Linked DNA regions of Mus musculus: regions 1, 2 and 3 are each linked to region 4. A link is a contact called in public Hi-C data. All regions are on one chromosome and are shown on one strand. Each heading gives the region's core, a stretch centred on a gene start, on an enhancer-like site or on the middle of the called end of the contact. The rest is flanking DNA. Distances are from core to core; before and after follow the strand shown. Region 1 overlaps Armc3 (armadillo repeat containing 3). Region 2 has its middle 53 kb from the start of Gm33592. Region 3 holds the start of 4930447M23Rik (RIKEN cDNA 4930447M23 gene). Region 4 overlaps Dnajc1 (DnaJ heat shock protein family (Hsp40) member C1).

Region 1 (3,400 bases), core at 745-3,244, 900 kb after region 4:
TCTCTTGTTAGAAATGAAAGGAAAAAGAAATTATTTTAAGTGGGTAAATAAAGTAGGAGGCAGTGAAGACAAGCCTGTCTGAAAGATGAAAATGAGATGAAGCAGTAAAATAGGCAGTCATGAATAGGTAGCCCCCTCGGCTAATTTCGGGCAGCGCTCCTTCCTTACTATGCTGGTAATATACTGGACAGTTCTCTGTGTATAATGCTTTTTGGAAAGGAGAAGCCATTTAATTTGTGAATGTAGGAAATATCTCCAGTTGAATTTCATGTTTTATTTACTGTGTACTTTTCTGCCCAATTAATCATTCCAAATTCTTAAATAATTTATACAAGTATGGAGCAAATGATTTGCGGTTGACATCCTTCTGAGTAGTCGATCCTACATGCAATGAGAGTATTTTAAACAGTTTATAACATCACTGCCATCTGTTGGATCTGACCAGAATTAGATTCAAAGTTGCCCCCAAAATGGAAAGAATTCAGTAATCCTTTGCACTAATAACTAAATTTACTCACTGAAAAACCAGACAAGATTTGAAGATGAATATAGATGCAGACCAGGCTTTTTTAAAAGGATCTCTTTTAAAGATACAATTTTAGTAAATACCAATGAATAAATATTGAAAACAACAACTATAATCATTTTATACTTACAAAAAAGTGGAAACTTGTAACTAAGGTTAAACTCTTCACAAACAACTGTGTTCAACTATATGGACCCTGATTCTTCATAGCCATCTTACCTTAGCTCCATGAAGATAGCTTTAAAGACCCTAGAGTTTTAAAGACCCCCTTCTCCCCATTTTCCTGTGGAATTTGCAGTTCTTTTGTATAGCTTCTCAACTCCCACAAAAGTAGCAACCCAAGAAAGTTCTGAATTGTAGCATATATAACTGGCCACTTAAAAATACATCGATTAATTGTTGGGCTACCTTAAGCCTTCGAAATAGCAGAGACAAGTCTCCAGGGACTTCTCTACTTTTGTGTGACCTGCGGCCAGGAGCACAAACACTGATGATGATTAAGGGGCTCTGTGCAGAGACAGAGAGCCTTACACGGATGTGCCTGAGTGCTTTGTTAACTTTTGACTCTCTTTGACTCTATATCTCTGTCAATATGAATGACTGACTGATCATTTAGTAGTATTGGTATTAAAATTTCTCTAGAAACAAAGAAAATTTCTCCCCTTTAAATAAAGCTGAAGGAAGACAGATACTATCACTTTAACGTCTACAAAATTTATTTGTTGATTATCATGTCTAAGAAAACCATATATAATATGTGGGGGAAAATTTAAATACATCCTCAGGATAGATTTTTATATACTATTGAAAGAGTATATAGCATGCCTTGAGAAAAACCAGGACTCAGGTCCTGTCACATAGCCAGGAATGGTCTGAGCTGAAGTGGGTATTATCTATGCCAGTGCAGAAAGTGTGTGTGTGTGTGTGTGTGTGTGTGTGTGTGTGTGTGTGTGTGTGTGTTCATGCTTTAAAAAAATCACCACCCGAATAAATAAAGCTGGGCGTGGGGCTGGTAACATAATATGCTGTGTTTATTTATTTTACCACTTCGTTGTATACCTTTTAACTTGTAGATGTGGGGCTGATGATCTGTAGAGTCGCCATATTTTCTTGTAGAATGCTGGCTGTAACAGAGTGAGTGATGACCACTTATTTTGAAGACAGGAACACAACAACACACATCTGTTAAAAGTGGCCAAACGCCAATTCTTCCCTTCTCCCCGTCATATCTTGCAGGAAGGGACGCCACACACCCTCCGAGATGGCTGCGGTTGTTTACTACAGTCCTTTAAGGAAAAATTACCACTCTGTCTAGACCCAGGGCTCCCTAGCACTCAGATTCACTTAGGATAAGTAATCTCGGGTCTCAAAACCCTTAAAGAAACATTGCACTGAGAAACGACCCACGAAAGACGCAAACTCAGCACATAGGCTTGATGTATGGGTCGGACCTAAAGCCTAAGCCACGCAGTTATTGTCTTTGTCGCGTCGGGTTTTTCTTAAGAAAATGGTTTTCTGAGCGATTTCCCTTCACCCACAGCGGCAAGAACCGCGTCTTCATACTGCCCCCTAGTGGCGCCTCAGGAGAGAGTTGGGGGAGGGGCAAAAATGGACCGAGCGCTCTGTGTTTTAATGAAACACACACTAATTTAATTTGAAACACTCTGGTGAGCCTAAAATAATATTTTTGGAACATTATTAAAAGATTGTGATCTGGAAAGCATTTTACTGTGATAGTATTCTACTGCTAAATACACGGTTAGCAGATGTTTGTGTCTGTCTTTGTCCCTTTTTGAGGTGCAGTCGTTTCAAAATGTTTTGACACCTCTTATTTTTTTTTCCTCCACCAGTGACTGAATATTTGCTTCGCTGTGTTATCACAGGGACAAACGCAGCACGTTTGAGCAATAGATGCATCCCATGGCAATAGAAAAGATTATTTAATTTTTGTTTAAATTCATTGTAAAATTTTAGAAGCTTGGAAGTCTCCCAATAAAAGTGAGAGGCAACATAACATTGCTGCCTTAGGAAGGCTGCTTTTGTTTAAAGGATCGTCATTTTAAAAAAACAAAAACAAAAAACTAAGGATAATAATTTCAAAGCGCTTGGGACTTTAAAAGTCCTTTGAGAGCCTTGGAGATTGGACAGTGGGTAATGGCCCTTGTCACTAAGCCTGAGTTCGAGTCTCAAGTCCTACCCACACAGTGGAAAGATCTGACTGTCAGAGGTTGCCCTCTGAGCTGCACACAGAAGCCGTGGTGCGCACACACATTTGCAATGGACAAAGTGATAAAAGTGCTTTGTATTACAATGACAAAAGAAAAGAGTCCTCATTGTATCCTTATGAGGATACCTCATTCCTTCCATCCAAATTTACTGAGTGGCCGTTTGTTATATCCACCCATAGTGCCTCTCTTCCTGTTTGCGTAGAAGAATCGTGTCCTGTCTTTGCTTTTATTGGGCTGGGGGTGGGGTGGGGTGAGGTGGGGTGGAGTGGGAGTCATACTGAAGTTAAAAAGCACTCAGAATGAAAACCTGAGTTTTCAATAAAACCACCTGATTCCCCATCCCTACTCTGTGTCAGCTGATGCTTGCCAGACCTCGACAAACACTTTGAATTTGATTAACTACCAGTTTTCTGAGGCTCGGTGAATCTCATAAAATGTTCAATTAGAAAATTATCTGTGCTGCCTTTATTACCTACAGAGCGGGGCTGATATTTGCATAACATTTTAAAGTTGCTAGTACTGTCTGCTTCCCGGCATTACTGATTTTCACAGGAAATTATCAAACCGATTGGATATCCTCACATTATTTCTCTTTTAATTTGAAGCCTGTTTAAACCTATACATTACTTTGTATCCACCCTTGACT
Region 2 (3,042 bases), core at 113-2,612, 690 kb after region 4:
TATTCACTGAGGAGGCACATGATGGCAGGATGTGATTTTTGGATCCTCTTCCCAGTCAGGCACAGCCGCACCTCTTCCTCACACCCTTTTGCTGTTGGTTTTAAGTGCTGGGGGCGGAATCCAGAGCTTTGCACAGCCCCAGGCAAGTCCTCTTCCACTCCAGGGTCTGTCAGAAAGGAAGCATCCATCCCTTCTGAGATCTACCTCGTACAGCCGTCCCTTGGCATCAGTATTCAGATTTTCCATATCACATACTGAGTGCCGTTCTTGCCTCTAATTTTTCCTCTCAGTCTCTTGAGGAACATTTCTGAATCATCTCTCATGTATCTGTCTTCATTTCTCTTCTGCAGTTGTGAAAAGCCCCCCTGCAAACGCTCCTCATGCCGAGGCACCATGTTAGGGCTTGGAGCCTTGCCCTAGGAGGGAAGTGGTGGTTGATTTTAGTCAAAGCAAACAAACTCTTTCCACTAGAAGGAAACAAAGAACAGTAATAAGTAGCCACACATACATCATAAAGAATTGACTCCACCTATGTGTTTTTTTATGTCAAACAGCATCCCAAAGCTTGGGCCAAGCACTGAGATTGGACATGAAAGCATTCCTGTTTTGAATGGTCACATATAAGAAAAAGTATTATTTTGTGTCTATCTCTTAAAAAGCATTTATTTTGTGTCTACCTTGTTTCAGGTGCTAAGAAGAAAACGAAGATGTGCTCTATGGGTGCAGGTGATGCTGGGAAGCAAGGGGGCACCTGTTGTACAGGTTCTGCTCTCAGAACAAAGGTCAGGGCTGGAAAGGAGCAACCTGGAATGCAGGAGAATGAAGTGGAAGTGTGGACTGGGGAAGGAAGAGGGGCAGGTGACAATCTAAGATAGGCAGGAAAAGCAGAACCAAGGAGACTGAGAAATAACAGACCATGGCAGAGAAAGAGAAACAAAATAGAGGTGGGCAAGACCCAGGGCAGGGCAGAGACGTTTATGTGCACAGGGAGAGAGGAGTCAGGCCACTTTGAGGTTATGGCTGTTATTATGGTTGCGTTTCTGTGATTGCTCTAGTGCAAGGCCAAATAATGTGTCCAATGTCACAAGGAGCAAGCATCTTCTCTGGTGGGAAGACAACTGTCTTTGTTACTTTTCTGTTAGTGTGATAAAAGATCATGACCAAAAACTACTCAAGGAAGAGTTTCTTTTGGCCTATGGCTCCATGGTCCAGAGAGTTTGAGTACTCCATGGCAGACAAAGCATGGTGTGGCGGCAGGAGCAAGAAGTGGGATGATCCCGTTTTCATCATCACACACAGGATGCAGGAAGCAGAGAGCAGAACAGGAAGTAGGGCAAGGCTACAAACCCTCACAGCTCACCCCAAGTGATGGACTTCCTCTAGCAAGGTCCTCAAGCTTCCTCAAACAGCAGCACCTACTGGGGACCGAGTGTTCAAATACATGAGCGTCTGGGGAGGCTTTCATGTTTAAATCACCACAATAAATAAGTGGATGCTGACAATGGTGCCAGAGGGCAGCTCGGCCTGCTGTTGACAGGCGAGATATAAGAATATAAACAACTAAATGCCATCTGATAACCACTGGTGTGTGTATTGTTGAGAGCTCCAGCTGACATGTGGAGCTCTGGAGGCAAGCTCTCTGTCTATGAACGCTGACTCTGCCACTTGCTCTGTGTGGTGTTGGACATGTAAGTTTACCTTGAGTATCTTAATCTTCATAAAGTGGAGACACTACAAGCATCTTTTTTACCCAGGAATCACAAAGACTAAGACAAAACTGCACATGTATAGTACTGTACGTTCAGCGTGCACTAAGCTGTGTCACTGTTTCCCAGTGCTATGGAAGCACAGAACAAGACTCCATCTATTCCATGTAGTGAGCAGGGCTTAGCACATTGTACAGGAATCATGTAACCAGATCAAAACAGGCAGAGGAAAAAAAGGAAAGAAAATCTTGTTGAAAAGTGAGCACAAATCATAACAAGGGAAGTAAATGTGAATGAAATTGAAGAACGAGTTTGGTCTACAGCTGCCGGACACTTGAAAAGCCCTGGCACAAAGACACAGACTTCTGAGGTGCAAGTCTGCCTTTCATTACTTTTACTTCTTGAAAAATATTGTGATCTAGGTCATGACTACAGACAAAAGTCAGTTATTAACTTCAGTGGGAGGAGACGCTATGATGGATTTATGATGTGTTTTTGGCTTAGCTTCCTATTCCCTGAGCAATTTGCTGGGCTTTGCTAATACCTTCATTCTTCCGTATGGCCCTTGTATATCTGGCATGTCATCGCAGCCTCCTGGACAATTGCTTTAACTGCATTGTGACTTAACTAAATTGGGCCATTTGCCCGTGTCAGCGAATCAGTAAGAAGCAGCCCAGTGTAATTCGTCATCCATTTACTGTAAGGACACTGTTGGAAATGGCCTTCATTATGTGGCAGTGTGTTCTTTTTATGAAGATCCTTATGAGGCTGTCTTCATAGTCTTAATTTATACGAAGAATATTGCACTTCACCTGGCAAATGGCTCTATTTTATAATGTAGGCACTGCATTCTTGCTGGGCCCTTGAAGTGATTGCTGGGAAGCTTAGAATAGATTCAGAGCTCAGTCTAAGCAGGCACAGTGCATTTCAGGTAGTAGGGTAATTCCAGGCCCTACTTAAACTCCCATCCCCCGTTACTTTCCTTATGCATCTGTTACTCATAGTCTTTCCAAGCCACACTCAATTTTTTTTAAATGTGAATGTGTATGTGCATGTGTGTGTGTGTATATGTGCATTATGTGTGTGCATGCGTGTGTATGTGTGCATTGTGTGCATGTGTGTATATATGTGTGTGTGCATGTACGTGTGCGTGTGTGTGTGTGTGTGTGTATGAGAGAGAGAGAGAGAGAGAGAGAGAGAGTGTGTCGTGTGTGTGTGTGTGTGTGTGTGTGTGTGTGTGTGTGTGTGCCATGGTGTACCTGCCTGTCCCCCCTACAGTCTTGTTTGGGGACAGTTCTCTTTTGTTGTTAGCTATTGAATACTTCAGACTCACTAG
Region 3 (3,002 bases), core at 135-2,634, 970 kb after region 4:
GGACCTCCATTTGCATCTCTATAAGTCCTGTAAAAAGTTGGGTGTGCAGAGTATCTGCCTGAATGCTAGGGCAAGGAGACAAGAGTCCCTGGAACTTTCTTGGTCAGTTGGTCAAGCCAATCTATATGCACTAGGTTCAGTGAGAGACCATGTTTCAAACTACAAGGTGAAGAGTGAGGGACAAAGATACTGATGTAGGTCTCTGTACACACACACACCACCAGCCCATTCACCTGCTCACCCATCTGCTCACCCACATACATACACACACACTTATGGGACACACTTTGCTGTCACACTTTGCTGTCAAGTAGAAAACATAGCCTTCATCTCAAAGAGAAGAGATAGTTTATTTTGGAGACAAATATGAGTAACCATGGCCTGGGAACACCGATTTAGGTTACTTTAGATTCCATGTTGCAATATGACAGCAGATTCATGAAGTTTTTTTATAGTAACACAACAAAAGAAAGTCATAACTCAAGACATTTTTCATGAATTAGGTACTTACCGAAAAGTGGGACATTTCTGCTATAGGCTTCAAATGCTATAGGTTTCAAATGGTATCTGCTGAGCCTCATGGCTTCTGAATCAGTGGAAGCCAGAGACCTGATAGCACATTCTAAAATGATTTACCTAATAGTTACAGGATGTTTTCAGAACAGGCAAAAAAATTGACTATTTAGGGCACCAAAGTAGTCCAAGATAATTTGCCTCAGGGCTTAAAACACTCCAATCACAGTAGTCTGTTGTAACTAATTAATCATTTCTGTAAAAAAGGTCAATGGAGATTGTAGGTTTTTTTCTGAGAAACTTGGTTAAAACACACACACACTATACAGGGGTCCTAATGTCAAGATATTTAAGAACTCCATTCATGGATGACAAAGAGGTATTTGGAAATAGATTCTTAAATTTGGGCTCACTGGACAGACATGAATTTTAGTCAAGCTACAGGCTCTGCAGTTGCAAGATCTGGGCTCAGAAGTCAGCCTTTGCTGCTTGCGAAGTGTCTTTGGGTGAGTCACTTCACCTCTGTGACAGAGATAATTCCAGTTCCTTCCCCATGCCACTTGAATGTTAGAGGTTACATCTCTACCCCAAATACAGGAAGAGCTTGCAAAATATTACCCATTCTTGTTGGACTGACATATTTTTAAATGGAAAACAAAAACCAACCACTTACTTCCTTTTCCATTATCTCAAAGTTTTACATAATCAGTAATAAAATGTGATCGTGAAGCAGCTGGGAGTCATTACTACCAGGCCCACCTTCTCTTGCCTCATGGCCTGCTGACGTCAAAATGAGGCCTTGTTTGCCAGGAGGATGGATGTTCATGGTCAAGGCAAGTTGTGACTTTAAAGTGACAACAAAGAAAGGGTAAGTTTGCAGGCTGGCAAACAGGCTGGGAAAGCCCTTGAGAGACTCAGACAGCTCACGCCATACTTCAGACTTCATAGACCTGGGAGACATCCAGCTTTCTCCCCCAGAGAAGCCGCAGCCTGGTCCCTTCCCCTGCCACACCATCTGGTCCACAGAAACACCAGACTTCCGTGTCTCTCGGCCCTATAAAAAGCGACATTCCTTTTCCTGTCTCCTCTCCACCCGTCCCTCCCACCCACCCGGCTCTCCTCTCTCCTTGCCTTTGGTCTTCCTGTCTTATCCCTTCTCTCCTGCCAATCACTCCCTTTCTTCTCAACACTCCTCCTACATCTCCCCTCTGTGCACTTGCAGTGCTATTCTTTATCTAACCATGAAAACATCCTCGAAGGGCTTCTAGAACATTCGTATGTCTGGAGGAGTTAGAGTCCTCCAGCGCTGGGGTTGGCAATTCTGCCTCCTTAGCGTCCAGGATAGACGAAGCATTTATTCCGAGGCTTTGTGCGCCCTCTTGTGGTTTCTCCGTCATGCCAACTCCCGCAGACAATGGCTGCTTTGTCCAGAAGAGATGATGATTTAGATGACAACCTGGCTTAAACCTCAGAAACCTTCAATCTCTCCTTCTTCAAACAGTTTTTATTAGAAGGATGGCTGTGAAAAATGAAGCCCTTATGCACAAAGCCACCGCGTTTCACTGCGATGTTCACCTGGCCTATGAAGATCTCCGGACACAAAACCAGGCAACAAAATCAGGATGCAACAAGATGGAGGGGCAAAGCACAGAAGCGGAGTGGGCCCTGCCGTAGGTGAGGGTTGCCATCCTCTTACACCTGCCGCTTCATGCTTGAGCTCAGGTTAGAACACTTGTGAGATGATTTCTCTATTCTAAATCTGACAGTAATCCCTCGCGGGGGGGGGGGGCGGGGGGGGGAAGATGCACCTGGCCAGACTGCTAGGCTGGCTCAGAAGGTCCCAGAATGACTATAGGCAGTTTTTGGCTCCTATGATTGCTGGACATCTCTCCCCATCCCTTTCTCCTCCCCTTCTCCCTCCCCTCTCTCTCCCTTTCCTTTCCTCCCTCTCCTCCTCTTCCTCTTCGTCCTGCTCCCCACTCATCTCTCCCTCTTTTTCTGATCTTCTTCAACAGGATCCCACTATACAGCCCAGGCTGGCCTCAAACTCACAATCCTGCCACCCCCTTCGATTAGTGAGAATGCAAGCCTGTGCCACAGTGGCCTGTCTGTTCCAGCTGAGACCTGTTCTGTACAGTCAGCTCAGAGTGCAAACACACGCTTTAACTCATGACTTCCAAAGTCAGGTTGCCATGACCTAGAACTCTGGAAAACAGCATCATGACATCACAAAAACGAGTGCTGGCTGGGGGAAAGCAGTATGTCCTGGTATCAAGAGCTTACGCAGTCCTGCAAGGGCAGGTTATACAGATGGGAGCATTGCATGAGCTAGTGGAACACCTCCATCCATAACTGCCTGCTTGTGAGAGACCGGGGGGAGGGGGGGGGGAGATCCCACCTGGGTTTCAGGCTCAACATCAGGGTAAGGCAGGAATAGTAGTTTCACAAGTACAGGATTGAGGGTCAGAATGCCAGGTCATAAAGATATG
Region 4 (3,489 bases), core at 748-3,247:
GGAGAAATAGCTCAGTGGTTAAGAGCACTGACTGCTTCTCTAGAGCTCCTGAGTTCAGTTCCCAGCAACCACATGGTGGCTCACAACCATCTGTAATGGGATCTGATGCCCTCTTCTGGTGTGTCTGAAGACAGCTATGTACTCGTATACATAAGATAAATAAATCTTGAAAAAAAAAAAAAAGGAATTTGTTAAAAAGGGGGGGGGGGAGTCATGTGACTAAGGAGAGCTCAGGGAGGTGTGTAGCAACAGCTGGAGTAAAACAGCATGAAGTGGTCTGAAAAGGCAGTAAGAAAAGGCCTGACAACTGGTAAACTGACCCATTCCTCATTGGTGGTTCAACTGTATAAATAAGAGTGGCAGCTTAGTGGGAAAGTACTTAGCAACTCTGTTGACACAGACAACAGAAAGGACCACTACAGTGGCAAATTGAACTGTGCAAGGCCAATTAACCCTTTCACCTTAAGTGTTTTATTCTACTCTTACTGTGCCTGTTAGATCCACATTGGTATGTGTTAAGACCAAATGCAATTATAAATCAGTTATAGGTATTGATGAATTCTGCAAATTTCATGAAGCACATCTGTCTTTTAGTGACCTAAATGCCTCCTTTGCTACTCTCATCTGGTTTTAATTAGGAAACATTTTCAAAAGAAGTGGTTATTCAGAAACCCAAATATACATGTTCTTTACTATGAAATGATAACTACTCAAGTTTTTTGTCATGAAGGTTTGCTTTTAGTTTAATTTGTTTGGTTGGTTTTGTTAGAGTCACCTCAATTTTTCTTCTAGGAAAATCAGATAGAGTAACTTCCCTTGGGCAGACTGTTCTCGAGAGACTGTAGAGCGTGCTGAAGGGGTTTATAAGTCACAGACCACAAGCTGATGCATGAGCGGCTCTATCTGTGACTACACTGATGGCTTAAAAAAACAAAAACAAAAAAACCCTTTGCATCTTGAAAAGCTTTGTATTTTTTAAGACAGTAACAGGCGTACTGCTGTTTCATCTTCCTGCTTCCCAAACAGGCATATGGCTTCTTTTAACTATGTGTATTTGAGAGCAAGAATCCTATTTCCACACACTCTAAAAACTAAAAAACCCACACCGCAACACGGTGTTCAAATATTTGGTAAAGAACATCTTGTGAAATACTTACTGGCTTATGTGAAAAGCTTTATTTCTATAAAGTATGTGAGACTGCAAAAGATGTGATTTGTTCAATGATAAACTAAGGCCATCCACATAAATGTTGTGTCTTTTTATTGCATTTTTGTTTTGTTGTTAAGACAAGGTCTTATGTAGCTCAATCAGGCCTCAAAATGCTTTATAGTCAAAGCTGTCTTCAAACTTCTGATCCTGAGGTCTCAGCCTCCCAAATGCCAAGATTACAGGAGCACCACACCACACTTAGCTCTCTATTTTCCTGTTACTCACACCCTCAAAGGCTCAACATTATCCTACATGCAAAAACAGCATGTCAAGTTTTCTCCAAACACACCAGTTATCACTGAATCTTAATAATACTTTAAAAATTACTAATTAAAGCCAGGCATGGTGATAGATGCCTTTCAGCACTTGGGAGGCAAAGACAAACAGATCTCTTTGGGTTCAAGGCCAGCTTAGTCTACACAGTGGGTTTCAGGTCAGCCAGGGGTAACATAGTGAGATTACATCTCAAGCAAATGAACAAACAAACAAAACTGTCTGGTCAAAATGCTAACAGATAGCTCGAGGACAAGTCTGAAGGAATCCAGACCCAATAAAGATTAACAGCCACTTAAAATGATTGCCCTTGCCTTTCAGGAGCAAGGGATGTTCTCAGCTCTGGCTTCTCTCAACTCTTCTTCCTAAGCCACAAAATGCAAAAGAGCTGAAGAATTCTGTCTTCTTGGGACAAAGGCTATATTTATTGATTTCTATGATCATGTTAAGATCGGTGAAGGAAGAGACGAGCTTCCCTCAGTCTTTTCACAAATTTAGGTTACCCACGGGCTCTCCTATTTCTCTTCTCTTCCATAACTCCAGTACAACCGCAGTAAAGGGTCTCATCAAACGAAGCAGCATCAGTGAAGAGCCATAGGGGCTGATGGTAAGTGTAAGTAGCAGAAACCCCTCACCCTGCTCGAGAGCGAGCCAGAGCACACGGATGCTTTCTCAGACATTATTCATCACACAGCTGTCCCCTACTTCCTGAAATAATCTCACGAGCTAGAAGCAGACAAACTAGAATACTAGGACTTAGTATTCAAATACCAGACAAACTTCAGGAATTTATCTTAGCTACCATCAGACTTCAAGAGAAATGAAAACAATATGATACACTATGCCACGTAAACACACTATTTAGCTAAAAGCTGCAATCTAGGTAAGTTTAAGTTACAACATGCAGATTTGGTAAAGATTCCTCTCAGAAATCCACTTCCTTCTTTTCTAGATAGCCACATAAACCAAACCTTGAATCAAAATACATTTTGTAAAGGTGAAGCAAGTACCCAAAGCACTAATTCTTAGACCCAAACAACAACTCACGTGGCCCAATGTCCAGACCTCGTGCATGTGTTCTCAATAACTGCTAAGTCAGTTTAGGATGTGAGTTTAGACCTGATCCCAAGCATGTGACCAAAATACAGTCATCCAGAAGCGGAAAGTCAAGTATTAAGGTTTTTTTTTTTTTATTTCCCTCTACTAAACAAAGCAAAAACAAACAAACAAAAACAAAACAAGACAAAACCTTAATATAGCTAATATAGTATCTGAGTCAGGAAGGCAATATTCCTGAAAAACTATGCCACCTATGCTAAACATTCTACTTGAGATCAGAATTTAAAATTTTTTCAAATAATCTAAAACAGAAACCACCCTAGATCTCCCCTAAGAAGAAGGAGGATTTTAAGAACTGGCTTAGAAGGCAGATGGAAATGCTTGTGGGGATGTAATTAATTTTTAGGGTCTTGTTGCTTTCATTAGTCCTCATAGCATCTATACATTTTGGAGGACTCTACCCCCACCCACTCTTTCCTGCAATTTCTGCAGTTTGGAGACTACAATCTTGCAACATATGAACCCATACATAGGGATATAGGAGAAATATCTGGCATGTGGAGAAAGCCTATCTAAAGAAGGAATGATGAAATGCAACTTAAAGGCAGAATTCCAGTAAAAGAGATAGCTTAGTTTGCTTTTTTCCCCTTTGTCCACAATAGCTTTACTGATGAAGCAACTCTGCAAGTCAGACTATCGTTCAATAGATAAAAGGACCATTAATCTCTTTTCCTTCTCTCAGCAAAGCTTGTTACAGGTCTTCAACCTCTTTGCTGTTTTTTCTAACAATCAAAGTCGTCTGTCCTAACTTTCACTGCTTTCTTACCAGAAACTCTGTGGAAAGTTTAGTTTCCTATTTCTCTTTCTCACAACTAGAAGCTAAGTCTTCACACTCTCTAGTCTAACATTATATTAAGAAGTCCTTTCTGTATTTTTTCTGTATTCTA

What was found. Hi-C and Micro-C count contacts between places; a contact is called where the count stands out from the background.
Region 1: a Hi-C map of uterus shows a contact between it and region 4, with 4 times the contacts expected there. The contact joins two enhancer-like sites. A contact is called at or near these places in 1 of 39 promoter capture datasets (the 3T3-L1 cell line), 1 of 15 datasets of contacts at CTCF or cohesin (large pre-B cells), 81 of 484 Hi-C or Micro-C datasets (the 63-12 cell line, the AtT-20 cell line, B cells and 53 more), 14 of 115 datasets of contacts at active chromatin or transcription factors (bone marrow-derived dendritic cells, bone marrow-derived macrophages, craniofacial prominence and 11 more) and 1 of 9 other capture datasets (embryonic stem cells).
Region 2: a Hi-C map of the HPC-7 cell line shows a contact between it and region 4, with 3 times the contacts expected there. The contact joins two enhancer-like sites.
Region 3: a contact with region 4 is called in a Hi-C map of uterus, with 4 times the contacts expected there. The contact joins the promoter of 4930447M23Rik here to the enhancer-like site in region 4. A contact is called at or near these places in 2 of 15 datasets of contacts at CTCF or cohesin (large pre-B cells and pro-B cells), 59 of 484 Hi-C or Micro-C datasets (B cells, the Ba/F3 cell line, CD4 T cells and 38 more) and 6 of 115 datasets of contacts at active chromatin or transcription factors (bone marrow-derived macrophages, embryonic basal ganglia, embryonic forebrain and 3 more).

Annotation. Positions count from the first base shown.
Region 1 is chr2:19,274,372-19,277,771 of GRCm38.p6, forward strand. The region is part of intron 10 of Armc3 (armadillo repeat containing 3); the gene reads left to right. Among named protein-coding and RNA genes, the nearest start is that of 4930447M23Rik, 68 kb to the right of the region's middle. Within about 2 kb of position 1,995, at least 147 of the 459 cell types and tissues checked have an H3K27ac peak or open chromatin away from gene starts, as enhancers often do. A contact at or near this core is called in the HPC-7 cell line, the P5424 cell line, tail fibroblasts and 1 more, where this site is marked.
Region 2 is chr2:19,058,114-19,061,155 of GRCm38.p6, forward strand. No RefSeq gene overlaps it. Among named protein-coding and RNA genes, the nearest start is that of Gm33592, 53 kb to the left of the region's middle. Within about 2 kb of position 1,363, at least 58 of the 459 cell types and tissues checked have an H3K27ac peak or open chromatin away from gene starts, as enhancers often do. A contact at or near this core is called in the HPC-7 cell line, where this site is marked.
Region 3 is chr2:19,342,933-19,345,934 of GRCm38.p6, forward strand. 4930447M23Rik (RIKEN cDNA 4930447M23 gene) reads left to right here and starts at 1,385. Exons shown (of 4, transcript NR_126563.1): 1 at 1,385-2,187.
Region 4 is chr2:18,370,439-18,373,927 of GRCm38.p6, forward strand. The region is part of intron 1 of Dnajc1 (DnaJ heat shock protein family (Hsp40) member C1); the gene reads right to left. Among named protein-coding and RNA genes, the nearest start is that of Dnajc1, 21 kb to the right of the region's middle. Within about 2 kb of position 1,998, at least 20 of the 459 cell types and tissues checked have an H3K27ac peak or open chromatin away from gene starts, as enhancers often do. A contact at or near this core is called in the HPC-7 cell line, the P5424 cell line, tail fibroblasts and 1 more, where this site is marked.